Linked DNA regions of Rattus norvegicus: region 1 is linked to region 2. A link is a contact called in public Hi-C data. All regions are on one chromosome and are shown on one strand. The core of a region is the stretch at or near the end of the contact, and the rest is flanking DNA. Distances in the headings are between cores, read along the strand shown.

Region 1 (5,952 bases), core at 2,049-4,548, 230 kb after region 2:
TGTTTTTTCTGGAGCAGAGGACCAACCTAGCAAGAGCGGTATCACTGAACTAAATCGCATCCTCCTACCCCCAGTGTTTTATTCTCAGTATTTACTGCAATCTTAAAAGTGGTATCCATATTACTTGTTTCCTTTATTGTTTCTCTCACTAGAATGGAAGCCACAATGAAGGGAGGGACGGTCTATTTGTTGAATAGTGATGCACATATATTTGGTTTTGTGTGTTCTTTTTTATTATTATTTTGGGACAGGGTCTCTTTATGTGGCCTGTAATTCATAGACATTCTCCTACCTCTGCCTTCCAAATGCTGGATTTAAAGTCACGTGTTCCCATGCCCAGCCCTCAATAAATATTTGTTAGAGGGATGAACAAAAAGAATGGACATTTCCAAGTGGTAAATTTTACACTTTGGTGAAAATCTGTTTTTCTGTTCCCTTTGGAGACAGTCTTTTGTTTGTATGTTATGTATGTATGTATGTATGTATGTATGTATGTATGTATGTTTGTATGTTATGTATGTATGTTATGTATGTATGCTTGTATGTATGTATATTTTGAAACAGGGTTTCCCTATGTAGCAGTCCCGGAACTCATTATGTAAACCTACCTGGCTTCAAACTAACAGAAATCTGCCTGCCTCTGCAGGGGGACTTCACTTTCCACCCTTCCATACTTGAAAACCCCACAAAAACATGTTCTTATCATATTTCTGTTTTTTTTTAAAAAACCAATATTCTCACTACATCTAGTTAACTTTTTTTTCTGATTCACATTTACTTGGTGTGGAAGGCAGCAAACAACTGCTACAGTGTGTCTGTGCAGGTCAGAAGACAACTTGTGAGGGGCAGCTCTCTCAGACCATGTGGGTCCTAGGGATTGAACTTGGGTTAGGCTTGTCAGCAAGTGCCTTTACCCACTGAACTATCTCACTGGCCCTATTTTTATTTTTAAAATTTATACTTGGTTTTGTGAAAGACAGGGTATTATACATTTCAGGCTGGCATTGAATTTGCTATACAGCCTAGTCCAATCTTGAACTTCACATTCTCTTGTCTCGGGTTCCTGAGTGTTAGGATTTTAATAAGCAGAGCTTGCCAAAGTTTAAAACGTTTTAAGCTGGGGGTTGGGGATTTAGCTCAGTGGTAGAGCGCTTGCCTAGCAAGCGCAAGGCCCTGGGTTCGGTCCCCAGCTCCGAAAAAAAGAAAAAAGAAAAAAAAAAACATTTTAAGCTGAAGCTGAACTCTTGGGGCATAAAATTAAGACTTGATAGGAACCACATACTGAACCCCTGGAACAGCTCTGTCTCATCCACTCTTCACCATAGCCAAGGACAGGAGGAAAACTAGGCAGATTACCATGCTAGTTAAAGAAGAAACAGTGTAGACAAAGAATTTACAGGCCTGGGGCGATGCCTTATGGGTTAAAGTGCTTATTCTAAAAGAAGCTAGGACTGCAGTTTGGATCCTCAGAACCCACATGAATACTGGATGGTTAAGGCAACCAGCCAGTAAAGACAGAGAATTCCTGGAGAACCTGGGTAGTCAGATTGGCCTTAGCAGGGACTTCTGATTTCAAATAAGAATAAGATAGAAGGAGGGGCTGGGGATTTAGCTCAGTGGTAGAGCGCTTACCTAGGAAGCGCAAGGCCCTGGGTTCGGTCCCCAGCTCCGGAAAAAAAAAAAAAAAAAAAAAGAATAAGATAGAAGAACCATTGAGGAAGATTACCAGTGAAAAGAGGAAAGCAACAATCAAAACCAAAACCAAACCCAAGCAGACTTGCCAAAGTTTATACATCTAGTTGAGACAAGAATGAAACTTGTATGACAGCTAGTCCTGACAGGCTGGATACACCTCAGGAGGGCAGTTGAATTTCCCAGAAATAGAATGTGGGGGCCAATTGCTGACTGATTCCTCAAGGCTGTTATATGTATTCTGAGGGCAATTAACATGTTCACAGATTTATACCCAGCTTATATCAGAACCTGAAACAGACTTCACACAAATACTTTTTGTCCAACGCATACATAAAAAATGAGAAAAGCCAGGTGTGGTGTCACACACCTTTAATCCAGGCATTCAGGAGGCAGCGCCAGGCCAGCCTGGTCTACAGAGTGAGTTCCAGGACAGTCAAGGCTACACAGAGAAACACTGTCTCAACAAACGAACAAAAAAGAAAACAAACAAACAACAACAACAACAAAACAAAAAACAAAGTAGTGGATAGATGAAGCACTGGCTGCCCTTCCAAAGAACCCAGGTTCAATTCCCAGCACTGATAGATTGGCTCACAACCATCTTTAACTCCACTTGGATTCCAGGGATCCGCTTCTTGCCTCTATAGGCACCAGGCACGAACTGGTGCAAATACACACACACACACACACACACACACGCGCGCGCGCTTTCTTTTTTTTTTTTTTTTTTTTTTTTTTAAGATTTATTTATTTATTTTGTATATGAGTACACTGTAGCTGTCTTCAGACACACCAGAAGGGGATATCAGATCCCATTACGGATGGTTGTGAGCCACCATGTGGTTGCTGGGAATTGAACTCAGGACCTCTGGAAGAGCAGTCGGTGCTCTTAACCACTGAGCCATCTCTCCAGCCCACGCGCGCGCTTTCCAAACACTCATACACATAAAATAAAATTTTAAATAGATAAAAAGAGGCCAGCATGGTGTTATACAGTTTTTATACCGGCACGAGGCAAGGCCCGAAGATCTCTGACTTCGAGGCCAACCTGGTCTAGTGAGTTTCAGGCCGGTCAGGAATACGCAGTGAGACCCTGTCTCAACAAAGAAAAGCAAATATTGTGGATATGATGTAGCTCCGTGTCAGAGGCCTGTCTAGCGTGTTCAAGGTAGCCTCTCAAAAAGAAAAGAATGTATTCATACAGGAAACTGAGTCTGAGAGGAACAGAAGGGAACAGATGTTCCTGGAACGCAGCACACACAGGATCCTCACAAGCGAACACTTCTGGAAACCATTATATTTCGAAGAGATTTAACACTCAGACACCGCCTAGTGACAAGCGGGCGGGACTAAACGGACGCTGGAGAGGGGCTAGCCTGCAGAAACCAGGCCCTTGAAACTCAAGGCGGGGCCGATAGGTAGACGGAGCAAATAAATGTCCTCCCCCAACCTGTACGTAACTAAGGTACGTCAACATCACTTCCGGTGTGGTAGTTGAAGCGGGAAACAAAAGGAGACGGAAGACGCATGCGTTAGTGAGTCCCGGATTCTGGTGGGTTCTTCCGCTCAGGTCTGGGGAAGCGCTTCCGGGTCGCCGCCGGCTGCCGGCTCTTGGCGCGGTAAGTGCGGAAACAAGACTACTGTCGTCTCCTTGCTTGTTCTTTCTTCCGGCTTTCAGAGAAACCTAGTTCCTTTGACTCGCCTCCCTAGCAGCTCATTTTCCCCTTTTTTACTCTTAACGACATCCTACTCATTGGCCGCTTCCTAGAGTCTAAGCCCCACCCATCACACATGTTCCGTCATGCATTGGTTTCACTTCCTGTCACCCAGCATTTCTTTCAGTTAATTGGCTTCAGCCAGGCCGCGCGCATTTTGCGATTAGCATCCCTATAAGGTCTAAATCCTGATGAAGACCCGCCCCTGCCTCCTTCTTGTTGGTCAATCTTGCAGTCATTATCATAATGAGCAAAGAATGGGCGGTGGTGGGTAGGATTTTAGGATACAAAATCTGTCAGTACTTTTGGGATGGGGGTGGACGCTTTTTTTCCTGTCACACGGACCTGGGAGGCTTTGGTTTAGGGAATAACAGCGTTTAGTTCTGCGTGGGTCAAATTAAGTTAGAACCAAAGCTAGAGTAGGGCCTGGTGTGGTAGCTGGTGTACGCCCTTAATCCCAGCATTCGGGAGCTGAGGCATGCTGATCTCTGTGAGTTTGGGACTAGACTGGTCTATGTTGTGACTTCCATGCCAGTCAGGGCTAAATAGTGAAACCCTATCTCATTTACTAAAAATAGGGGGAAACACCAAGGTAGACACCTAATTTATTTTTTCCTGTGCCCTTCCTACTTTACTGGGCCAGGATCCCTTCCTTATATATGTTTTAAATCCCCACCGAGTGTGTGGCCGAAGTCAAGCTCTAACATGTCACTGGGTTTGTGAGCAGATGGGTTTTAGTTGAGCTTCTCGGTTACCTTCCTGGTCAGCAGCTTCAGCCCACAGAGTTGATTTTTTTTCTCTTACATGTTAGTTCATTATTCATTCTTACACTAGTTTGTTTTTCTATTTACTCAACCCTCCTAGGATATCTTTTATCCTTGGTTGTGTGTACTGTAGTTTGGTTGGCGAGAGAGGTGGTTCGTGTCTGAAACATTTTGCACTGGTTGTATGTGAAAGAGCAAAAAATAAGTTTTATGGTGTGTGTGTGTGTGTTTGTGTGTTTAAAATGAATTTTACTAGGTCTCTACTATCGCTAATTTTGTACATGATCACAATGTCACATTCCGTCTCTGGCTCCCAGTCTCTTCTCTCCTCAAGCAGCATACAGCTTTCATTATTTTATTATTTTTTGTCATAATAACTTTGAGGATGATATAATTTTAATTATCCCCATTCTTACAGATGAGGAAACTGAGGCCCAGAGAGGTTAAGTGTATTGGCCAAAGTCAAACAGCTAGTAAGTGATGGAGCCAGGACTCAAACTCAGGTCTGTCTGATTTCAAGAGGGAAGGGCAGCTTCTCTGCTACCTCCCGCTCCACCCCATCCCTATATCAAATTACAACTGCATCGGTTCAAAACAAAACGTGTTCACGTGACCCTTTCCCTCAGCTTAGGAGCCATGTCCACCTTGTTCCCTTCACTCTTTCCTCGTGTGACTGAGACACTGTGGTTTAATCTGGATCGACCCTGTGTGGAGGAGACAGAGCTGCAGCAGCAGGAGCAGCAGCATCAGGCCTGGGTGAGTGAGGACCTAGCGAAGCATGGAGGTGCACCACCTAGGATATGACCTTGCCGTACACTGCTTAGGAAAACATTTGTCACTGTGTTGGGAATACTCAAGCTGGGTTCTTGGGGATAAAGGTCTTACTTTGTGGTACCTTAACTTGCTGAGGGACCCTAGGACTTTGGGGCTAGATTAGATAGATGGCAAGCTCCTGGCAGCCTAAAGGCTTTTCTGTACATCACAGGACTTAATCATTTAAACTCTTTTTTTTTTTTAAAGATTTATTTATTTATTTATTTATTTATTTATTAATTATATATAAGTACACTGTAGCTGTCTTCAGACACACCAGAAGAGGGCATCAGATCTCATTACAGATGGTTGTGAGCCACCATGTGGTTGCTGGGATTTCAACTCAGGACCTCTGGAAGAGCAGTCAGTGCTTATTTATTTATTTATACACTCCAGATTTTATTTCCCTCCTGGTCCCTTCCCCCAGGGTTCTACATCTCATACCTCCTCCTCCCCCGCAATCATCCTCCTTCTCCACAAAGATGTCCCCACCCCACCCACTCCACAGTCAGTGCTCTTAACCACTGAGCCATCTCTACAGCCCATCATTTAAACTCTTAATGAGGACCCACACAATGCCATATTCTAGGCTGAGTGTCTCATTTCACCCTCACCAGAATTATATGAAAACACTGAGGCCAAAAGACTTTACATATGCCCATCTATTTTATAAGGAGCAGATGACAAGAGAAAGGGAGATTGAATCCTCCTGAGAACTGGGGTCGGGGGAGAAGCTTTGTTTCAACATTGGGAGTCTGGTAAGGGGCAGAATGAGCCAGTCCAGTGCTCCTAACCTGCTCTGCCTATGCCGTGGCCCTACTTTTCCCCACACTCCTTTGCCTACAGCTCCAAAGCATCGCAGAGAAAGACAACAACCTGGTACCCATCGGCAAGCCTGCCTCCGAGGTGAGTGGTCCTGTGGTCCCGTGGGTGGGCTGTGTGAAGACCAGTGGACAAGGCCTTAC
Region 2 (6,325 bases), core at 3,643-6,142:
CACACCGCACATACACACACACACCAACACACGTACACACCAACACACACATCAACACACGCACACAACACACACACATACACACACACCAACACACACACATACAAACACACACACACATACACACCAACACACACACCAACACACGCACACAACACACACATACACACACACCAACACACACTCACACACACACACCAACACACACACATACACACACACCAACACACACATACACACACATACACACACACACCAACACACACACACCAACACACTCACACACACACACACACCAATAAACTAAACCTCCCCCCAAAAAACAAAGTACTTTTCCTCTTTATTCCATTAAAAAATTATAGTGTGTATGTGATCAGACCTGATTTCACCAGATCTGAAATCTCTCTCTCTCCTTTCCCCCAAAACCAATTAAACAAGATCTAACTAAAATATACCAATACCAGATCCAACCAGCTTAAACAAGATCCAGTCAAATTAAATTCAATCAAACCAGATCCATCCAGCCAAATCATAACAAGTTACGGGGAATGGTCTCAAGATAGATCCATCAGTGCTGGGGACATTAGGTCTGTGCAAACCCCTTCTACAGTCTGACCTGCCATCTGAGGGGTCAGAGGCCTTGGCTCTCCTTTAGTTCTTCTCAGGTTGGAGCTGCTGCTTAAGTACCACCTAGTTCCTAAAATGATCCCTTTTGCAGGCTCCAAACTCCAGGCAAATGGGCATCCTCTCTGGGACCATGGGCAAGGCACACTTTCCAAATCCCTTTAATCCTCTTTGCTCTACATCATCAATATCAGAATGTTGTGCTATGGACAGGTAGCATGAGCTCAGAGCCAAGTAGAACACTCTTTAGACAGGTCTAAAGAGGGGAGGAGACATTCAGACAACAGGAATATCCATGCAACTTCTTGCTTGAGATAGCTACACTGTACAATAAAGATGCACCAGAGGCCATAGCATAACCAAGACAGCAAAAAGACAGCCAGTGTTCTTCTACCCATAGGCCATCAGTGGAAGGAAAAAGCTGAAACCCAAGGTCCCCAGCACTACCACCTGCAATTGGTTGTGATTAGAAAGCCTGCCACAGAGAAGCTAGTGTCAAATGCACCTCCTCCTCCTCCTCCTCCTCCTCTTCCTCCTCCTCCTCCTCTTCCTCCTCCTCTTCTTCCTCCTCCTCCTCTTCCTCTTCTTTCTCCTCCTCCTCCTCTTGTTGTTGTTGTTGTTCTCCTTCTCCTCCTTCTTCTTCATCTCCTTCTCCTCCTCTTCCTCTTCCTCCTCCTCTTCCTCTTCTTCCTCCTCCTCCTCCTGCTCCTCTTCTTCCTCTTTTTTTCTTAAGCTTAAGTATTTTGCCTGCATGTCTATGTTGGAAAAGAGTATACTTGAGGCCAGAAAAATATCTCAGTGGTTAAGAGGATATACTCCTAACAGAGGACCACGTTTTGATTTCCAGTACCCATATCAGGTGGCTCATAACTTCAGTTTCTGAGAGCCAGCTCCTCTGGGTTTTTTGGACACCTCCACCCACATACATAGACACATAAACACATGAATAATAATAATAATAATAATAATAATAATAATAATAATATAAAAATGTTTAAAGAATATTGTCGGATCTTACAATGTCCTGCTTGGCTAATTTATAATCATCACAGAAAATGAAAGAAATGGGGAAGGGTTGCTGCCTCCTAGTCATTTAAGTGGCCTTTGCAACTGTAAAGGCTTTAATAGATAGGGAATTTTTACAAGGTAGGAGGTGGACTTCTTGTAATTTTGGCCCTTGGCAGATTAGCCACCTTTGAGAGGAAACAAAACAAAACAAAAAAACTTTTCTCGCCATTGCTGTGTAGTACAGCTTGAGGTCAGGGATGGTGATTCTCCCAGTTCTTTTATTTTTGAGAATTATTTTCGCTGTCCTGGGTGTTGTTGTTGTTGTTGTTTTTCTATAAGAAGCTGAGAATTGCTTTTTCCATGTCTGTGTAGAACTGTGTTGGAATTTAGTTGAGGATTGCAATAAATCTGTTGATTGCTTTTGGTAGGATGGCCAATCCTACTGATCCATGAGCATCTTCTGACGTCTTCTTCAATTTCTTTCTTCAGGGACTTGAAGTTCTCAACATACAGATCTTTCACTTGCTTAGAGTTACACCAAGATATTTTATACAATTTGTGACTATTGTGAAGGATGTCATTTCCCTAATTTCTTTCTCAGTCCATTTATCATACAGAGACATCATACATCCAATGCTGGCAGCAGTGGCAACAATGACAATGGCTTTTCTTCCTCCTCTTCCTCTTCCTCCTCCTCCTCTTCCTTTTCTTCTTCTTCCTCCTCCTTCTCCTCTTCTTCCTTTTCCTCCTTCTCCTCCTCCTCCTCCTCTTCTTCTTCTTCTTCATTGAGACAGGCTGACTTTGAACTCACAAAAATCTGCTGCTACCACCTCCTGAGTGCTGAGATTAAAGGTGTGGACCACCATACCCAGCACCAATGGCTTCTTCAAATGTTAAAAAGAAACTCAACATGCTTCTTCAGGGTTTTTTTTCTCATATACCTTTTCCAGGAGAATGAAGTTATTGTTCCAAACCAAGTCCTGTTCTAAAGAGTTCACGTAAGACAAAGCAGGACTCAAGGGACAACTGCCACTTGGCAGCAAAAGGAGCAGGTTCCTGCCACCTGTGACATCTGCTGGACCTGGGAACCCTGCTCTATCAGGTGACAGAATCCAGGCTGATGAATGCACAGTGTATGCCTCTTCTAAGATTCAGCTCTCTGAGCAGGCTGGGCTCACCTAGAGCATCAGAAGTCCTGGTTAGCTGGCATGTAGGAGAACACTTGGGAAGGGGGATAGATTTCTTCCAGGGTCATGCAAATACTTACTGGGTGTCATCAAATGACCTTGGCTTGTCTAAACATAACCACACCTGAATGGGCTCCTGAAATGGTACACCTAAAATAGGCTTCTTTTATTGTGCATAACTTTTGAATTATGAAGTTTGTTTTTAAAAAAAATTAAGGACTTATATGAGTCGAGAATAGTTAAGTGTATTCACTCTTCACGTGACAGAGCCTCAGAGGTGCAGGTGATGCACTGAAGGGTAGGGCAGCTGCTACTAAGCCAAGCCCCTGTTGTCAGGAGGTGCTGAGTCCTCCAACCAGCCAATGGCAGATTTAGGAGGCCAGGCATGGGTGCAGGGTCACCTGCAATAGTCCTGGAGCCCCACAGCAATTACAGCTCTGAGGACAGAGACGATGGCTCTTCTCTTCCTGAGCACACAGAGACCGGAGGAGAGTGACTGCTGTTGTTCAGGCTCGAGCATTCGGAACCCTAAGTGAAAAGATTGGTATCCATGACTTAGACAAATCCAGTAAATAACAAGAAACCTCTGCAGATTCATTCAGTAGGAAAAGTGTAACTGCTCCCTGAACCCCAGGCTCCACATGGGCACACTTCAAAATCCCACCACAATTCACATGGGCACACTTCAAAATCCCACCACAATCCCCACACATAGAAGGAGGATCCCCCTCACCTGTACGGACCAACAGAAAGAGCCAAGTACTACAGTCGCCACAGTTTGGCATTCAAAACACAGGAATGGAACTAGGTGACCACACATTCCACGTAAGATCTGGTGGCAGGCCCACCAGGGTGGCTACACACACACTAACCAGAAAGAAAGAAACAAGCTGTCTCCGCTGCAGATCACAGCTCTGGTGAGCCCGAGGCAGGGAACCAAGAAAACACCATAAGAATTCATTTGTCAGAGAACAGAACATAAAACTAAGTTGGAGAAGTCAATGTTTCTTAGGGACAGGAGTCAGACAACAGTGAAAGGCAGTGAAATCTCCAGAGCTGAGGGCTCTCCCCTCCTCCACGACACAGGTACATTTACTCTAAGTCCATATGAAAAATGAAAGCATAAATGGGAAGAGTCAGGAGAGACCCAGAAACCATTAGCAATGGCAGAGGTGTGGGGTTAAGAATATTCTAAAGGGAGGTTGGGGATTTAGCTCAGTGGTAGAGTGCTTGCCTAGAAAGCGCAAGACCCTGGGTTCGGTCCCCAGCTCCGAAAAAAAAAAAGAACCAAAAAATATATATATATATACATACATATATACATATACACATACATATACATTACATACATGTATTTATATGTATACACATGCATAGTCTTAAAGTCTTTTGAGACAGGGTCTCTCTGGCTCACAGCCCTGGCTGTCTTGAAACTATGTAAACCAGACTTTACCAAATTCACAGAGATATGCTTGCCTCTGCCTGGCATGCTGGGATTAAGGGTGATCACCACCATCCCCAGCCCTAGGCATCTTTTTGAAAAGCAACTCTAAATAAAAGTAGGGAGGGGTACAAGTTACTTAACAGGTCTTCATCGAAAATACAATTTTACTTAAACACTAGGGAAATTGTTCTAGGATTCCTGTATTTTGGTTTTCGCTATTTTGATATTTGATATTTTATACAGCTGGGGCTGACCTAGACCAAGAAAGTGATTTTGACCTAGACCTTGAATTCCTGTTCTCTCAGGTTCCCACCTTCCAAAGGCAGGGATTAAAGTTCTGTTTTAATACAAACTCTGGGCTCTGGAATCTTGAATCTTTATTGCCACTCCCCGCTAGAGTTTTCCTTTTTGCCACGCCCCTCTGCCAGAACTGCATTTCCCAACATTCTTCCAACTCCGCTGTCAGCGGTCATTGTGATGTCATCCCACAGCCCTCAGGGAAATGTAGTTTGTTCATTGTCCAGCTAGAGAAAGATCTGGGGCCGTGGACTACCACTCCCGTGAGGTAGTGCGCAGTCCCACCCCGTAAGCGGCGTCTTCGAACGCGCCGCGGCAGCCATGTTGATCGTGGCTAGCACGGGGGCCGGCACCAGCAGGTTTTAGAAGCAGGTGTCATGATGTTGTCCGCGGTGTTGAGGAGAACCGCGCCAGCGCCTCGGCTCTTCCTAGGGTTAATCAAATCTCCATCTCTTCAAAGCCGGGGAGGTGCTTACAACCGTAGCGTAATCACCGGAGACCGCGGGGAGCCGCAGCGGCTGAGAACTGCCGCCTGGGTGCGCCCTGGAGCATCTTCTGTCTTGTTCCCCGGACGGGGGGCAGCCACCGGGGGGCGCCGTGGAGAACGCACCGAGATCCCATACCTGACTGCCGCCTCGTCTGGACGCGGTCCTAGCCCGGAAGAAACACTCCCAGGACAAGACAGCTGGAATGGGGTCCCCAACAAGGCGGGATTGGGCATGTGGGCCTTGGCCATGGCGCTGGTGGTTCAGTGCTACAACAAGAATCCATCTAACAAGGGTGATTATGGGGCCATACTGGGTTCAAGGGAGAGGTGTGTGGGTGTGTGGGTAGGTCATGACCCTTTTGGAATGTTGAAGGTATTTATAAATTTAGACCCGTATAACCTTAACCTTGGAGAAACCCAGTTACCGTCTGCTGCCAGGAGCAGCATGTTGCCCTGGAAATCTCAGTGCTTGAAGTTACATAATTTCCCATTATAGGTCTAGCACCCTCTTTGGGATCGGTTTGTATACCTGTATAATTGGGAACATTGGACTGACTAATTGCAGCCTGGTCCTTTTATGTACCAGTATTATATTTAGTCCATTAGTCTTTCAAGAGGTCTCCAGGAAGTCCCAACAGCTTTAGGGACAGCCTCTACATGTTTTCCTGCATACATAGGTCCAAGGAAGGAGGACACTTGGTTCTGATGCTAGCTTGACCCCCATGCTTCTCTCTAGTCTTAGTTTCCCCACTGTCTTATGAAGGCAAGTTCTCAGTCTTCCTTTTCTGGAGTTCAGAGTCTGTTCAGTTGCTTAGATAGAGATTTGCTATGCTTAGAGTTAGGGTTAAGGTGAGCTGGATAGTGTGGTGGGTGAAGCCTTAGGGGACAGGAAGTTGGCTGAAAGTGGCTCTCTGTAGACTTATAGTGTGTGTGTGGGGGGGACACGGGGGGGTGTTGGGGGTGTAGAAGGAGGAGGTAGTTAACTCAGCTTGGCATCTTACCTCATCTGTTACAGCTGAGTGGGAGCTGGAGGGGTAGCTCAAGTTCTCAGTTATCAGTGCTGGTGCGTTCCATGCACCCCAGACTCTGGGATTGTTGAACAAGATTGGAGACCGCCTTGACTTTGACTTGTTAGTTTAATAAGATGTGGCCAGTTGGAAAGAAAGGGCTTTTGGATGAGGAACAAGGACCCCAAGGAACTTGTTTTGTACTGTCCTTGTGAATCTGGGCTCTTACTCTTCTTTGCTACCCTCTGTTTTCTTTCTATTAATGAGGGCA

The links. A called contact is a pair of places that touch in the nucleus more often than the background predicts.
Region 1: a Hi-C map of Schwann cells shows a contact between it and region 2, with 4 times the contacts expected there. The contact joins the promoter of Anapc15 here to the promoter of Clpb in region 2. A contact is called at or near these places in 9 of 12 Hi-C or Micro-C datasets (the A7r5 cell line, the Rat2 cell line, Schwann cells and 6 more) and 1 of 1 datasets of contacts at active chromatin or transcription factors (oligodendrocytes).

The regions. Positions count from the first base shown.
Region 1 is chr1:165,671,162-165,677,113 of GRCr8, forward strand. It overlaps Anapc15 (anaphase promoting complex subunit 15), which reads left to right and starts at 3,299. Exons shown (of 6, transcript NM_001170435.1): 1 at 3,299-3,314; 2 at 4,593-4,677; 3 at 4,801-4,930; 4 at 5,834-5,893. The coding sequence starts at 4,655.
Region 2 is chr1:165,436,076-165,442,400 of GRCr8, forward strand. Clpb (ClpB family mitochondrial disaggregase) reads left to right here and starts at 4,893. Exons shown (of 16, transcript NM_022947.2): 1 at 4,893-5,340. The coding sequence starts at 4,938.